Regions from separate parts of the Mus musculus genome. Here regions 1 and 3 are each linked to region 2. Evidence: chromatin contacts called from public HiChIP or PLAC-seq data. All regions are on one chromosome and are shown on one strand. Each heading gives the region's core, a stretch centred on a gene start, on an enhancer-like site or on the middle of the called end of the contact. The rest is flanking DNA. Distances are from core to core; before and after follow the strand shown.

Region 1 (2,997 bases), core at 253-2,752, 490 kb after region 2:
CGAACTATCTCACCAGCTCCACTGTTCTTTATAAATCATTTAATTGGCTGAGGAGATGGTTCAGCAGATATTGCTAAAGGTAAGTGGATCTGAGTTCAAATCCCCAGAAAGCAAGTAAAAAGCCTGGCTTGGTCCCTTATGCACTCACAAGGCTTTTACTTGGGTCTCATGGGAGGGTCTCTAGGCTGGCATACCTCAAGTTCAGTGAGACCCTGTCTCTGGGACTAAAGCAGAGAGTGGTAGATCAGGACACCCAGTGTCATCCTACACACACTTGGTTTGTATTTATTTTTGAGACAAGGGTTTCCTATTTAGTCCTGACTGTCCTGTGGCTCACTGTGTAGATGAGCCTGGCCTTGAACTCAGAGATCCACCTGCCTCTGCCTCCCTAGTGCTAGGATCAGAGGCGTGAGCCACACATGATCAGCCACACAATTGTTTGTTTGTGTTTTCATCAGTTAAGCTCAGTTTATGCATGTGTGGGCCCAGCTACTAGGGAAGCCTGAGACGGGTATGCCTGACAGTTTGGGGCTGGGGAGATGGCCCAGCAGTTAAGAGTGCCTGTTGTTCTATCATGAGGACTGGAGTTTGAATCCCAGTATTGGAGGCTCCAAGGGATCCAACACCCTCCCCTTCCCACTACCCAACCTTCCCCTGACACATGAAATTTTTCAAAAAGAGCTGTGCCCTAAGGAAAAGATGTGGTCACTCTTTGTCCAAGACTTCCCAAGCATTTTTTAGGCATCTTGGTCAGCTCTGACCCATCAGACATCAGAGTCTAGGTAGAGGCAGAGAAGCCGATACTGGGACCAAGGTACCTGCAGTTTCTGAAGGGTGAGAGAGGACTTCCGAGTGGCCGGGCTGAGCTCCATGTTGCTTGGAGCTGGGGTGCTACTGACATCTGAGAGACTTGTCAGAAAAGTGAGCGGAGCCTGTGTAGGCAGAGGATGAGAGAGAGCCAGCCGAAACAGGGATTCCCAGAGACTCCCACACCCTGTCATTTCACTTGTGACTAGGATCGACGGAAGTCCTGTGGTGAGATGGAAGGTACAGCTGAGACCGTCTCCTACAGTCATCTCACTGACTGTAGTCAAACCTAAAAATGTCTTTAAAAGTGACATTTTTTAGAGAATAACATTTTATGTGTTCTTTGACGATATCATACATGTGTATGCAGCGAGCGTGTCTTCATCATATGCATGCCCAGTCCACCAATCCCCCAGACACCAAAATGTCAGCTCCCACTTTTGTGTCCTTTACCCCTTCTTTCCCCCCTCGTCCCCCATTATCCAACTAGCACTGCTGCAGGTACATAGGCGGGGCCAGCCACTGGAGCAACGTTTCACCCTCTGGTCTTATCAAACACCAAGAGAAGACTGTTGGGAAAGAGGCATTGGGAGACAATAACTAGCTCTCAGAATGGCGGATGGCACATGCGGTATCTGTTGAGGGTGGAAGGGGCTGACTACAGCCCGAGGCTTTCTGGAAGCTGAGTCAGTACAGAAGTGGGCATCAGTGTCAGGCACTGGCTTGCTGGTCATCACTGTAGTCACAGGATGGGAACACAGAGCCACTACGGGCTTCTAGGTCCCTTTTGCTGCTCGAGCACTGGGACTCTGAGGGACATCCGTCCTGGGATTGACAGGACAGTGCCTAGGACCCATTGTAGAGACATCCCAAACAGCCTTTATCTTCTTAATCCCCACCCAAAAGAGAAATGTGTTGTCAACAAGCATTTGACCTACCTTCTCACCGATCCCGCTAGGGGGAGCCAGCGAGCGGAAGGAACCAGACAATGGCCTCTTCCCCATGCTCCTTGATAGAGCAGCTGGGCAGTATTTGTGCCATAGCACGAATAACTAAGAGTAGTAAAAGAACTATTCTGCCTATTGTTCGTGTGAGATTGCTCTAAGAACAGCTTCTTTTGAAAAATCTCCCTCTAATTATGATACAAAGGTTTTGCTGGTGTTATTTCGGTTTTTGAGACAGTCTTGTGTAGCCCAGGCTGGCCTCAGATTCTCTGTGTAGCTGCAGAGCACCTTGAACCTCTGATTCCCCTGCCTCTGCCCCCTAAAGGCTGGAATTATAGGTGCATGCCACCAACTCAGGCTATGCAGAGCTGAGACTCAAACCCAGGGACACGATCATGCTAGCTGAACACTAGCAAAAGGCACCGTGTGCAGCCCCAAGAAATTGGTTTGGTTTGGTTTGATTTTTAGCTTCCAATGCATTTTATTTTCTTTTATTATTTAGAAAACCAAAGGATTTCTGTTTTATAAGTGCAAAGTAATAAATTCAGCTTTTGAGAGAAAAGAGTGTGAGGCCCTAAATAAAGACTTACGTCTGCTTCAAATAGGCAGTAATGTGGTAGGTAGCTCCTGGTAGTTAACCACATGTAAGAATAACACACACTATGCACTAACACACTGTGGCTCAGCAGTAGTAGCCTGAAGATAGATGGTACAGAAAGGACACAGCATTAGTAAGAAGGACAAAGAGCATTGTCTGCCCATGAAAATGATGCTATACATTTTTCCTCATAGGTTCTGAAATTTATTTTAGTTTATAATCTCTCCCCCACCAAAGAGCGGTTAGACTGTGTCGATCTGTGTGACTCGTGTAGGTAAGGCCACTTATCCCTGTCCCAATAGCAACACTGACGGTCACATGAGTGCCACCCTGCATTGCTACTTTGTATAACTGTTCCTAGATTTTTGAGCCCAGGACATTAACCAAGCTATCCAAGGCACCATGCTATCAAATTGTTTAGCAAGCTTACAAGGGACTTTGATTGGTAAGTTATGCAGTAAGGACTTCCAGCAGAGGCCACATCTCTTGCTTCCTAAATTAGATTATCCACAACACTGTGGTAGCCCCCAGTTCAACTAAAACGTGTTTATGGGATGACTTAGTGAGAAGAGGTGTCTGCCACTAAACCGGAGAAGGATGGGTCTCCTGGGATCCATGTATCAGAAGTTGAGAACTGGCTTCTGTAGG
Region 2 (2,794 bases), core at 155-2,654:
GCATCATAGTTGAGGTTGCCCTCCATACTGGAGACTGAGGCAAGGGAGTCTTTACCAGGAGCCACAAGAGCACTGAACTTACCATTGCTGGCATGTCTACTTTCCCAGTGACCTGGGATTGGTTCCCATATCCGGATAACCGGGGACAGTTAATTTAGGACAGTCTCAAGTGTGGCTTGGTCAGGGTATAGAAAGGAGCCCTTCCCGTAAAATACCCAAGAACCTGATCCTGAAAGGGACGTGGTCTAGATCATGTTCCTGTCCTGTCACTAGTCAGCAATGTGACCTTGGGCCAGTGGCTTCTTCACCTTGCCAAGCTGCAGATGGCAGAAAGCAAAGCCTGCCTCAGGAAGATGTGTAAGCCTAGGTGTGAAGTCTAGAGCAGGTAGCCCAGCACGCAGGCTGCTGTAAGTTCTTGTGAAGTTGGGACTTGTTCAGGGCCCATTGTAGCAGCAGTTGGAGACCCTGCCTTTGATTTCTTCCAAGCCCCAGCAGCTGCTGACAGAGAGATGGAAGACAGCGGTGGGGACCGCCGGGGGGTGGATGAGCAGGGATGTGCTTCCCACATCCTTCACGGTCTGGGCCCATCCTTTCTCTGATTTCCTGCTCCATGCTCCCTATCTGCCTCTTGATTGATTCTGCCTCCTCATTCATTCTTAAGGCATCCCTGATCTCTTCTGCACAACTCTCCAGGTCCGAGGGCTACAGCGAAGAAGTCAGTGCAGGAGCCGTTTTGAAGACTGATTTGTGTAGAAGCTGTGAGCGTTGATTGATTGTCACTCACAAACTTCGCTCTGTAAACCCATGAGCCGAGCATCTGCACGTCCTCACTTCCCTGTAACCCTGTGGGTGTCTGACAGAACATCTCGTACCCAGTCGGTGCTCAGTGCAGGGTGTGGGGAGGCGAGGGGGAAGAAAGATGAATAGGACCGCAGAAGTCATCCATCCATCAGAGTCCCTCTGGTGGCTATGAACGAGGAGTTGAGCTGGGAACGGGGGTATGATCTGATACAGAAAGCAGGACAGTTGGACAGATTTGGCTCCTCTCGTGGACTTCTTTAGTACTGGCCACCCCTTCATATACTGTCTCCTGGCCAAATGGGGTGGTGAGTTATACTTAAGGGAAGCTCAGCCTGGAATCATAGCTTTTGAGACAGATACACCAGACCCTCTGTTTCCTTTTTCATATTCTGTATGAGCTAAGAAGCCAACAAAATGGCAGTTTCTCTTTGGTCGACCTCCTGGGAGAGAGTTCTGTTTGGGAGGAATCGTGTCCTGGGAGAGAGTTCTGTTTGGGAGGAATTGTGTCTCGAATGGAGGGATCATGACAGCTACTGGGACCTCCCCCTGGTTTTTTGTCGACCGAGTGGGTAGAACAGGAGCCGGAAGTGTCTGGTGGACGTGCCAGTGTTGAGGAACTCGCGGCTGCTGTTTGATCACAACAGGCTGTCTGTTCTTCCTCCCCCACATCCACCACATGGACTCATGTCTTCGACACGAACACATTCTTCAAATAACACCTTCTGGGACATTCTTGCACCCCACCCCAGCCTGCCCGAGGACTCTGTGGTAATGAATGGGAGCTTTCTTAACTAATGATATTCTGGACCATCTGTCCAGCTGGTCACTGAGAACAGAAAGCAGATGCACGCACGCGTTGCTTCTTCTTCATCGTGGTCCCATAAAATTAGAAATGGAAAGATTATCTCTTTCCTGGATCTGGGAAGAGAAAGTCTCTCTCGATGCATTTCGTGAGAGATTTAGATTAAGTTGCTGTTGCTTTTGAAAGCATGAGTCCTGTGAGGCTTTGGATCTCGAGAGATGAATGTCTGTCTGTCTGTTTGTTTTGTCCTAGGTTAACGTGTAAGCCTGTGTTTGTTCTCGCATGCCACTTTGGATCTCTTGACATTAGAAGGAAGTAGATGTCTTGGTCTTCTGCTTTTTTAAATATTAATTGAAAATAAATATTTCTTCATGTAATATATTCCGTTCACAGTTCTGTTTCCCGTCTCACTTCTTCTCCTAGATTCTCCCCACCTCCCCACCCTTCCAGTTCCACACCTTCTTTCTCTCTCTCTTTAGAAAACAAACTGGCCGGCTGGTGAGATGGCTCAGTGGGTAAGAGCACACTGACTGCTCTTCCAAAGGTCCTGAGTTCAAATCCCAGCAACCACATGGTGGCTCAGAACCACCCGTAATGAGATCTGACGCCCTCTTCTGGTGTGTCTGAAGTCAGCTACAGTGTACTTACATATAATAATAAATAAATCTTTGGGCCGGAGTGAGCGGGGCAGGAGCGAGCAGAGGTCCTGAGTTCAATTCCTAGTAACCACATAATGGCTCACAACCATCTGTACAGCTACAGTGTACTCATATACATAAAAAAATAAATCTTTAAAAAAAACAACCAAACAAACAAATGGGCAAATTAAAAAGCAAAATAAAACAAAACAGCATGAGAAACACATTCTGCAAACATGCATGTACATGCATGCATGTACCTGTGCACACACACATACACACACACATACACACCATACAAACTCAAAATAGGAAACCATAATATATAAGCAAAAGATTAGTAAGGTTTTTAAAAAAATGCCCAAACAAAGCAATATGAGACAAAAAAAAAATCACCCAAAATACCGTCGAGTCATTTCATGTTGGTGCATCTACGGCTGAACGTGAATGGAGCCTCCCCTAAGACTGTTTTGCATAGCCAATGAGAGTCCATTTGTGAAAGCTCATTTTTCCTTTGCAAGTGGCCCTCGGTTGGAGACAGTGTCTCTGTTAG
Region 3 (2,741 bases), core at 78-2,577, 300 kb after region 2:
GTGGAGTTTCAGCCAGTGGACATGGTCAGCCAGGGGACATCCCGCCATGTTCTCTTCTGATAGAGGGAGGTGTACTCTGTGACAGTGTTGGTCAGGGCAATCAATTTTAACCCTTATCTTGTATCAGGAAGATAAGAGAAGAGGAGAGGCGGGTTATTGGAGAGGACATGTCAAACATTCTTGCAGGTCTCAGAGAGTAACAATAGCTCTCAGAACCTGGTATCTGTCTACCCAGAGCCCATGCATCAGCCAATACCACACAGCACAGCAAAGCACCACTACCATGGCTCCAGGAACTTACAGTATATCATTGTCTATAGTGTTGTTGGTTCCTGCAGAGGCATTTGCAACTCTCAGTCAAAACATGGGTGTATTGTTGGTTAGCAAGACCTGTGCTGTTTACCGCTAAGACTCAATGAGCCTAAGCTATGTAATAAATACTAACACTCGGGGATCATGAAACAGCTTGTTTATGTAAATCAGGTACGTGATCTTTTACTGGATGCTGCTGTTTTACATAAACAGCTTAAGCTATGGCGTAAGATATCAAAAATATCTTTGACAAAAATCCCTCATGAAATTAAGGTGCTTCAGATTTAAGTGTGGACATAGTTGAACCAAGGATGGAGGGAGGGAATGGGCACTTTCTGTGAAGCAAAAAGTCTCATGTGGTGCCCTGCAGTCAGTCCCATGGGGTGCCACGGTGGCCAGTGTGCATGCTGGCTGCTGCCCTACAGTCCTGTGGATTGCCTTGTGTTTACTTCTCACCCACTAACAGTTGATGTGGTGTCCCTGTGAGCAAGGCAGCTCTACCTCATGTAGTGTCACAGGAATTCAGCCTGGCTTCCTCCTCACTTCTGCCTCCGCTGGGTTCAACCGGGTTTTTTTTATCCTGGTATCAAATGAGGGAGGACACATTCACATACACACACATGTAACATTTAGTTACACACATGTGCCACATACATTTACACACATGCGTGTGCACATACATACACACACACCATTTTTCACCAACCCTTAACTTCTGTTTACATCTCTGTCAAGTACTGGTAATTTGGCCCCACCCAAATTTAGGAGGGTTTGGGCACCATGTTCTCTGCCAGGTATGCTCTACCCAGTCAAAGCCTTACTGTGGGCACAGGAACACAGATGTTTGGGCAGGGTTTGGGGGATGGGGTGGCTGTCTCTGCTGTCTGCGCAGTTCCTTATTTAAACATTGTTTAGGGAGGAACAGGAGCCCTGGCAAGTTTGCAGAGGGCAATGTCACAAGATAAAGCCAAGTCCACATTATGTAAATTCCTAAAGAAGATCTGACAGGATGGCAGCTGAGGGGAAGACAGGCAGCAGCTGAAACTCAGTGTGGAAAAATACGAGGCAGAGCATCTAGGGAAAAGAGTCCAAATTAGGTTGTACTAATGGGATAATAATATTCCACTCGGAAGATGGACGTGAGGATCATTAGAGACCATTCCCCAAAGACCTGGATCCAGTAGCAGCTGCTGCGGCTCCACGTTCTACAAATAACAGGCGTCCTCTGAAGGACCACAAAGAAAAATCATCTTCTTTTGGGAATTTGACATATCCTCATTTGGACTAGTGTATATCACCCTGGCTATTCCTTCTCAATAAATAACTAATCAGAACAGAGGAAGATTCTAGTAGGAGCTGAGGTATGAAGGGTAATAGTTCCCAACCTTTATAGAGAACTGAGCTCTAGAGAATGTGTGCGCGCGCGCGCGCGCGCGCACACACACACACACACACACACACACACACATTTGCATTGATTTTCATGCAAATCCAAAGCTAAGTTGGGCAGCTGAGGCCAGTCTCTGAAAGAAATACATTTCTTGAATGGAGTAGATTTAAAAGTTTAGATTCTGCCGTCTTGATATGTAAAGACTTGGGGAGTTTATTGGAGTCTTTCCCCCACCAAATGTGGGTGCTATGGACATGATCACTGAAGTCTGCTGTGGTAGAAGGAAAGCAGGGGACCACGCCTGCGAGGAGGAAATTCAGAGAAAAGAATAAAAGGTCAGTCACTCACACAGCTGTTTTCATAAGCTGGTGAGGCTTCGAGAACTCACAAGTGGTAAGAACAGAGCTATGAACAGCTTTCCAAATGATATAAGGACATGTCGTGGTGTCATGGAGGGGAAGCTCGGTGGTCTGGTGCAGAGTAGCAACCGTTTGTGGCGAATACTGACATGGGTAACTTTGCTTTCCTAACAGGTCCCTTAGTGCTACACACACACACACACACACACACACACACACACACACACACAAAGGTTTAAGCGTTGACCTACTTTGGAAGATTTTTTTTTTTCTTAGTTAAAATCAATCACCAGTGCTGACTGGAAAGTTATTGTGGTGTGACGACTTTATCTGGTGTATTTCCCATAGCGGCAAAGAAGATGTGAATGGACTGAACAATTCGATGTAATAATGGACAATAATGGTGGTCACTGATAATTTTTTGTAGGTTAGGGGGAACACACATCGTGATCCCCCATTTCTCATGGATTCCCAATCTTCATGACAATAGGAGGAATCGCCAGCACGCTTCAGCTCACGCTTCATGCCTACTGCTGTTAATATTACACACACGCTGAGAGGGCTGACAGTCAGAGCCGTCTGCTAGTCAGCACCAGGTTCTTTCCCTCTTTCTGCTGCTCATCTGTTCAGTACCCAGGCAGCTAGAAACTTTACCTCACCAGACTTCATCTACTTCTATG

The links. HiChIP or PLAC-seq counts read pairs in DNA pulled down with a chosen protein or histone mark.
Region 1: a contact with region 2 is called in an H3K4me3 HiChIP or PLAC-seq map of bone marrow-derived macrophages, with 6 times the contacts expected there. The contact joins two enhancer-like sites. A contact is called at or near these places in 3 of 115 datasets of contacts at active chromatin or transcription factors (bone marrow-derived macrophages, double positive thymocytes and embryonic stem cells) and 3 of 9 other capture datasets (embryonic stem cells, liver and pancreatic islet).
Region 3: an H3K4me3 HiChIP or PLAC-seq map of bone marrow-derived macrophages shows a contact between it and region 2, with 3 times the contacts expected there. The contact joins two enhancer-like sites. A contact is called at or near these places in 2 of 39 promoter capture datasets (cranial neural crest and maxillary cranial neural crest), 2 of 484 Hi-C or Micro-C datasets (macrophages and nephron progenitors), 9 of 115 datasets of contacts at active chromatin or transcription factors (bone marrow-derived macrophages, effector CD8 T cells, embryonic basal ganglia and 5 more) and 1 of 9 other capture datasets (embryonic tail).

What each region holds. Positions count from the first base shown.
Region 1 is chr3:51,538,831-51,541,827 of GRCm38.p6, reverse strand. All of the region lies in intron 3 of Setd7 (SET domain containing (lysine methyltransferase) 7), which reads left to right. Among named protein-coding and RNA genes, the nearest start is that of 5031434O11Rik, 20 kb to the left of the region's middle. Within about 2 kb of position 1,502, at least 49 of the 459 cell types and tissues checked have an H3K27ac peak or open chromatin away from gene starts, as enhancers often do. A contact at or near this core is called in bone marrow-derived macrophages and double positive thymocytes, where this site is marked.
Region 2 is chr3:52,028,486-52,031,279 of GRCm38.p6, reverse strand. All of the region lies in intron 1 of Maml3 (mastermind like transcriptional coactivator 3), which reads left to right. Among named protein-coding and RNA genes, the nearest start is that of Maml3, 75 kb to the left of the region's middle. Within about 2 kb of position 1,404, at least 109 of the 459 cell types and tissues checked have an H3K27ac peak or open chromatin away from gene starts, as enhancers often do. A contact at or near this core is called in bone marrow-derived macrophages and double positive thymocytes, where this site is marked.
Region 3 is chr3:51,731,152-51,733,892 of GRCm38.p6, reverse strand. The region is part of intron 2 of Maml3 (mastermind like transcriptional coactivator 3); the gene reads left to right. Among named protein-coding and RNA genes, the nearest start is that of Gm46803, 25 kb to the right of the region's middle. Within about 2 kb of position 1,327, at least 18 of the 459 cell types and tissues checked have an H3K27ac peak or open chromatin away from gene starts, as enhancers often do. A contact at or near this core is called in bone marrow-derived macrophages, where this site is marked.